Linked DNA regions of Oryctolagus cuniculus: region 2 is linked to region 1. The links are chromatin contacts, called in public Micro-C maps. All regions are on one chromosome and are shown on one strand. The core of a region is the stretch at or near the end of the contact, and the rest is flanking DNA. Distances in the headings are between cores, read along the strand shown.

Region 1 (3,777 bases), core at 920-3,419:
AAAAGTACTGCACTATCAAGGGTGTGTAATTTTAAAAAAACTTGAAACTGCCTGCAGTTCATCAGTACATTAAGAGCTTAGAAAACAAGCAAGCAAAGTAGCAAGCAAACAGCAATACAAACGAAAAATTCCAAACACCTTAACACAGTTTTCAGGGCTTTCTATGATACTATCTCATGTGGTAGTGGAAACAAAGAACAGATTTCAGGCCTAGGTTTGAGATTTGATTTTGCCTCCTGTAAGCTTTGTGACTGGGGGGAGTCACTCAGGCTTTCCGAGCTCCCGTTGCCATCTGTGAGTGGCAATATGAACAGCTCCCAGGACTGTTATATGACCGGAATGAGATAAGACATATATGAGAAGGAGCTTAGTACAGAGCCAGGTGCACAGTAACTGATCGTCTTGCTCTAGGTTCACCTGCTACGCCTCTCCTCTGCATGCTTCCTTTACAACTGCCCCCATGAAGCAGCACCTTCCCTGCCAGACCCTCTGGAACATGTGCTTTTCTAGAAGATGACACAAGCTCTCAGTCCCCTGGGGCACTGATTATAGCCTCAAATGCCCTTTAAACTGCCTTCTCCAGTGAAATTCGATCGTGCTTCGAGGCCCAGCTCAAATGTTCACTCTTCCAGGAAGTCTTCCCTTCATTCTGCTGGTCAACATTCATCGCATTCACTTTTGTTTTTTCCAAGCAGACTGCCTGCAGCTTTACTTTGTTGCATATTTATGTATTTGTGTTACATTATTACTCATCTACATTTATTACCTGCTCTAAACCATGAGCTTCCTGCAGGTAGAAACTGTGCTTTCCTTCTGTTTAATTGAGCAACTAACACCTTGTGCTGGGAGTGACTTAATGTAAAATGTCCGCTAATTCAATAAATACATCAGAGCACTTTCATAAATTTTTGCCCAAACACAACACCAATCACTTATGTGAGCTTCTGAATTTTTCTGGTAAACTCAGTGTCAACTGGAAAAATTTACCATGATATAGTTTCTGTAATATATAATACAATAACAATAAATCCAAAACCTGTTATTTTGATACTTAAGACTCAATGCACAGAACAAGATATTTTTAGACTATTACTCTGACATTAAAAATTGATAATATCAATTGTTATCCACTGATAGACTGGAGGTAACATTGGTACAGGACAATGATCCAAAGAGGAATAAATCAATGGTGCACACATAAATGGGACATTAGGGATCAATTTAAAATTGTTTTGAAATATTTACTGAGCCAACACTGCTGAGTGAAATAATCAGGATACTAAACTGATCTCAATTTTGCAAATATGTATTTTATAAAAAAAAGACTAAGGAAATATACAAGATGTTGATATATGGTTATCTGTGGGTAATGGGATTACAGGTGATTTTCACTTTGCCATCTAAACTGAATATTTTACAATATACCCATTTTTACTGTCAGAAAATGAAAAATGATTAGATATAAGGAAATTCTAATGAACACTTACTCAGATTTACAAACACCAAAAAGTTACCAGCAAAGCAGAGGGCTTCTCCATTTTTAGTATTAATTGCAATATACAGCTGTAGACATGATCAAAAACCAAGAGTTAATGCTGTGGCTTAGAAAAACATATTAACAAAAGTTGTCCTTAGCTCTAAACAGAAGGCAGAGTAAGTCAACATGTGACTCCTTATTTGGCAGGTCCCAAAGCAGCAGCTCTGGGGGGGAAGGCCCAGGCTGGCATTCCAGTTAGCCCCGCCCTCACCAGCTGTGTGGTTTGCTCTCTGAGCCTCACCAATCCTCCAGTCAAGGATGCGCACACTCCCTCACCACTGCCCGACACCACTGCAGGAATCTCTTCCACAATGGCAGTGTCCTGGCAGGCCCTCTCCTGCTCACGGATCCGGGGACTGCACCCCCAACTTCAGGATGAACACGCCAAGGCAGGGACTCATTCTGATTTGAAGGGAACCAGGAATGTCTGATTAAGCTTGTCAGAGTGAGCTATCCGAGACTGCACCAGCCGTGACTGTACCTGTAGCACTCACTGGTGGACACTCTGTGAAGGGGAATGGGGGTCACAAAGACAGCTGAAGGGGGTGGGGTGGAAGCAGGTAGAGAAAGACACAGAAAGACGAGGGAGAAGAGGAGAGAACAGTGTTGGAGGGCAGTGCCATCAAAAGGGCAGAGAAAAGAGGAAACTAGGAAAAGCAGAAATAACCAGAGCGGCAAAAAGGGGGGAGTAAGGGGAAGAGAGAAAGTCATTTCTTCCTCTCCTCCATCTTCTGTCCCATTCTCCCTCCCAAATTTCCTCCCCTAATCACACTTATTTCCCTGCTTCCAACTCTCCTCTCGCTCCTCCTCCTCTGGCTCCCACCTTCTTAGGATGAAAATCAAGTTTTTATTCTCAAGAGTCATTTCCACTCCCTCTCAGACAAGTGCATTCCTTCCTCCAGGAGTCAGAAAGTGGGACAGGGAAACACTAACCCAGAGTGGACTCCAACGCTGGAACTGACTTCCCAAACCCCAGAGGCCCCGGAGAATCACAAAGGAGATCTAGCCTGATGCTGGCTGCCGATAGGAGGGGACCCAGTGCAGGGAGAGCAGCTGTTCACCCCGGCTCTCTGCCCTTGGCTACTCCCTGTCCTCGTGAGCACTATCTTCAATTACAAAGGATGTACTCTCTTCAATTATAAATGTGAATGTCCCATGATTAGAATTTATCATCTGATCACTGTACAGTCACCTTCCTTTTCTGGTGAATGTCAAAAATGTTAGCTTAAAATGTCAGAGCCGGGCATGGTATAAAAGTAAACCCACATGACAACTGGGCCACGTACGTAGTTAGTTGAAAGTCACACAGTCCTCGGGGTAGGAATGCGTTATTTCCAGTGCATCATCTCCATGCCCAATATGTCAGCTTAACGTGCCAAGAGAAAGTTCAAGAAAGAATGCTAGATTCTGACTGAACAAAATGGTATGCATTCTTCTTTTGCAGTAAAGTCTGAATTGAATCAAAAGTGTCCGTAATTGTTAAGTGGTACACGTGTGGGTACCAAGTGGGGGCAACTTGAGAGAGACTCAGGAGACACTTTGGTAACACTGTAAACAGTCTATCAAAATCCATCTTTCGGAAATTGTTACTTGAAGAAACTGTTCACATCGCATCTGGAAATGTGTTCATTCTTCAGTTCAAGTGTGTTATTTTACACCTCATCAAACAGGATGATCATTTGTCCACAACTGCCAAAGCCTGAAGTGAAAGCTAAAATGTCCTTGCAGATGGCTTTGTTCAGCAAATTAGCAGAATTTGCTCCTATGCTAAGAAAAAGCATTTTCTTATAAAATATGCCACGAAATAACAAAGGGAGTACCTTATTAAGTAAAACCGAGGCCTCCTCAAAGTGCACTGTAAAACAAACAAGCCAGTGGAACGCTCCTTGGAGAGGCTGCCTTGCGGGCTGTGCCCATACTCCTCTCAGGGGGCGCTGCGGAACAGCAGGTGCGGGAGCTCAGCATCTGCACGTCTTCCCCCTCTTCTGCAGCTCTCAGGAACTTGGACAGAGCCAAGCATGACACAAGAGCTGCAGGGCTCCGCACACCTGGTAGTGTGCACTACAGGACAGAATGGCTGGGTTGGCGGGGAAAGAAGTGAGAAAGACAGGAGGAGCTTGCCGGAGAGCTTTTGGAGGCACAGGATGAAAGGAGCCCCCTTGGCTGCGACGGTAGGAAAGCGTTACTTTCAACTGTTGACTGGCACTGTCGCCACTGCAGCTCTCTGAATGGCTCAATCT
Region 2 (3,777 bases), core at 386-2,885, 360 kb before region 1:
CAAACACTTGCTTGCTCAAACCTTGAACTTACCTCCCAGTCGAAAAGAATAGGAAACCAAGGTCTGTACAGCGTCCAAGCTCCAGTGCCCTCTGCCTGTGCAGCCTCCCAGCCCTGCAGAGGCCAACGTGATTGTCCCCATCCCTTCCTTCACCCCTGACCCGTGTGCCCATTCCATTTGGTCAGTGATACCACATACAGTGGCACAGGGCACTCGCCACCCAGCAGGTCCCATTCCTAGCAGCTACAGTGTCCCTGGCGCTCCGTGTTGCCATGCAGTGCTTCTGTCAGAGTGAGTCTTGTCACCTGCCCTGTATTATGGTGAACACCTCCCCGAGCTACAGTCACTTCTGCATCCCTGACACCAAGCACCACGTCTGGACACTTAGAATCTCAGTGTGACCTCCAAGGGACTTAAGAAGCAATGGGTTGAAAAGGAGAGTGAGCACCACCCTCAGACAGGAACTAAGTCATCATCTGAACCAGGGAAAAAACAATTCTACTAGCGTGTGGACACGTGTGGGGTTAACCTTAGACCTGAGTCAATTTTGCTTAATGATTTTGATCTCTGGCTCTGGAGTCAGAAGGATCTGGGTTTGACTTCCAGTCCTCCAACTTCTCATTCCAGGGATGTCCCTCACCCTCCCTAAGGAGTGACTGAGACAAAGCCTTAGCATGGTGCCTACACTTGGCACTGCTCAATGCATCTTAGTTGTAACCATCAAGTACATTGTTACTGTCAATAGGTCAACAAGCAAATCTGAGAGGAAGGTGTTGTGTGTCATGGCACCACGAGTTAAGCTGCCACTTGGATGTCCATATCCAATATAGGAATGCCAGGTTTGAGTCCTGGCTACTTCAACTTTTGATGCAGCTTCCTGCTAAGGTGCCTGGGAGACAGCAGATGATGACCCGAGTACGTGGCTACCTGCCATGCACATGGGGCACCGGATGGATTTCTTGACTCCCAGCTTCAGCCCGGTCCGGCCCTAGCTGTTGTGCTGTTGTGGACATTTGGGGAATGAACCCCTGGATGGAAGATTCTCTCTCTCCCTCTCCCCACCCCTCTCTGTGTGTATGTGTGGCTCTGCCTCTCAAATAAATAACTAAATAAATAAATCTTGGTTTTTTTTAAAGAGCAAATTTTCTCTATTTGTATCTCACAAAGAGGAATACAGCCAAGATTAAGTACTCAATAAAAGTTGATTGAATGAATGGGAAATAAGAATGGGGAGAGGGGAAAGGAAGAGTGGGAGGGGAGGAGGACCAGACTGGAAGTCAGAAGGGATGCAGGGTCATACACACTTCACCAGTTCTGCAGTTAAATTCCTCTCCCTCCCACTTTGCCCACCCGACCGTTTCTGCAGTGTTCCCTTAGATCCTGCAGGTGGTGCTGCTGAGTTGGGAAGAAAACCTGTTTTTCTACAACCTCATTCTTACTGCCAAGCCTGTGTTAATAGCCGACCTGAATTAGGGAAATCACTTGCTTGTTGCTGAAAATGCCTGGGGCAGTAAACGAATCACTCCATTTCCTTTCTTGCCTACCTGGCCTCTCCCAGAGCCATTAAAGCGCCGTGGTACGGGGAGGCAGCTGGTCTTGGATTCCAAGTCTGGTTCTGGTTTCCAGCTGGTGACCTTGGGCAAAGGCACGTGCCCTCTTGGGGCCTCTCTTGTAGTCTAAACACAGAGGAGAGTAATCCTGGTCCCACAAGAGGGCTGGGAAGCCTAAATAGTGCAGAGCCACTACAGAGCGCTGGGCCTGGCACCTGCTAGGTATTCCCGAAGTGATAGCTCCCCTTTCCTTGCCCACCTCTCATTCCCTGTGGACTGTGGTGAGCATCGGAGGACAACAACAGAGTAATGGGGGAAGCCTCCAAGGTGAACTCACTGAGGGAAGGTGAACACTCAGGCTGGAAGGAAGAAAAGGAGACGCCGAGACCCAAGCCCAGGGTCCACACAGGCAAAAGCAGAGTCAACAGCACCCGCTGCCCGTCCCCATCCCTGACAGATGGATGTGCCGATTTCTGTGCCCTCTGTGCCTCCCAGCCCGCCTTGCTTGTCCTTCTATGACAGCACTCATTGTCCATGTTGTATACTTGAGGGCATCTCCTGGGGGACCAGGAGACCTTGTATTCTTCTCTGTCTCCCCATACCCTGGGGCCACGATGCCTTTTATTAAAGATTCATTTTATTTATTTGAAAGACAGAATTACAGAAAGGGAGAGAGAGAGAGAGAGAAAGACTTCCATCCTCTGGTTCACTGCAACCATGATGGCCGGAGCTGAGCTGATCCAAAGCCAGGAGCCAGGAGCTTCCTCCGGGTCTCACACATGGGTTCAGGGGTCCAAGGACTTGAGCCATCCTCTGCTGCTTTCCCAGGCACATTAGCAGGAAGCTGGATTGGAAGTGGGGCAAACAGGACTGGAACCAGTGCCCACTGGGATGCTGGTACTGCAGGTCGGGGCTTTAACCCATTGTACCACACAAATGCCCCACAAACTCCTCAATGAGTCAGTGAGTGGACAACTGCACCATGCTGGCTTTCCCTCAGTCCCTTACGGGCTCTCTTAACCTAAGTGCATCTGGAACATCCAGCTGCCCCCTGCCCATCTCTGTATACTCAGCCCTTAGTACATTTTAGGTGCTCAATAAATCCTTGCTTTGTTGAACTTCAGTTTTATGTACATGCACTGAGCACCTGCTGTGTACCAGGCACTCTACTAAAAATTAGAGATATACAAATACATAAGGGCACATCCAGGGTGTGCAGGACCCACATTCCAGAAAAATGAAAGGCATGCATGGAGCATGCACACAGCAAGTGTCTCCGCACCCCAGCCTCAGTGCCCTAAGTGCACATCGACAGTACTCTGTGTATTCTCCTTCATCCTCACACAATCCCAGTGAGTTTTGTGGTCTGATCAGCACCATTTCACAGATGGGAAAACTGAGAGTCAGTGGAGAGGTTTGTACCGAGTGGCAGAGCCAGACTGCCAGCCAGGCGTCTGGCACATTCCCCACTTTGCCATGAGTGTGTGTGCATGTAAGTAACAGAGAGTGTGTTCCATGAGGGAGAGCTAGGCAGAGAGGTGGCAGCTGAGCAGGATTTGCCAGAGGGTTGTGAGAAGGAAGACAGAGGGGTTTCTCATACAGCACCAGGTGGCAGGGAGGAAGGGAGGGAGACAGGGCAAGGACATTCTAGGCAGAGGGCTGAGGCCCAGCAGCCTGCAGGGCCATGGCGGTGAGGACGCGGCTGCTTCTGGAAGGCTGTGCTGGGTCTAGACCAGGAAGAGGCGCGCTGCTCAAGGGCACATCCCCAACCATCTCTAGAGATAAGGTGAACAAACAGAAGCACTTACCCTTTCAGGAGCTGATCCCTGTGACTCCTCTGTCTCTAGGCTGGGCAATCAAAACACTCAATGACCCAAAGCACTCATTCAACATTCACTAAACACCCACTGTTTGCCAGGCATCACTCACGAGAGGCGGTGGAACAGACTGTTGGGCTCGCCCTGGGTTCGAACCTCGCCTCTGTGACCCACGAGCTGTATGACCTGGGACAAGCTATTTCTATGCCTCAATTTCCTCCTCTATAAAGCAAGAAGACTGAGAGTAACTATCTCCTAGGACTATTTATCAAGTAAGTTAATTCCTACTAAGGGTTCAGAACATGGCCTCATCTGATACTTTGCATTTGTGCTGCTGTTGGGTGTGTCCTCCTCGTTGAACCCTTACAAGGTGACAGATGCTTGTTGGGGGATGAGTGAGCTCATGGGCC

Evidence for each region. A called contact is a pair of places that touch in the nucleus more often than the background predicts.
Region 2: a Micro-C map of ear pinna shows a contact between it and region 1, with 3 times the contacts expected there. The contact joins two enhancer-like sites. A contact is called at or near these places in 4 of 6 Hi-C or Micro-C datasets (ear pinna, embryonic fibroblasts, psoas muscle and 1 more).

Annotation. Positions count from the first base shown.
Region 1 is chr6:150,866,758-150,870,534 of mOryCun1.1, reverse strand. All of the region lies in intron 4 of NSMCE2 (NSE2 (MMS21) homolog, SMC5-SMC6 complex SUMO ligase), which reads right to left. Among named protein-coding and RNA genes, the nearest start is that of WASHC5, 130 kb to the right of the region's middle. Within about 2 kb of position 2,169, at least 3 of the 8 cell types and tissues checked have an H3K27ac peak or open chromatin away from gene starts, as enhancers often do. A contact at or near this core is called in ear pinna, where this site is marked.
Region 2 is chr6:151,226,074-151,229,850 of mOryCun1.1, reverse strand. The region is part of intron 1 of LOC138849986 (a long non-coding RNA gene); the gene reads right to left. Among named protein-coding and RNA genes, the nearest start is that of TRIB1, 180 kb to the right of the region's middle. Within about 2 kb of position 1,635, at least 1 of the 8 cell types and tissues checked has an H3K27ac peak or open chromatin away from gene starts, as enhancers often do. A contact at or near this core is called in ear pinna, where this site is marked.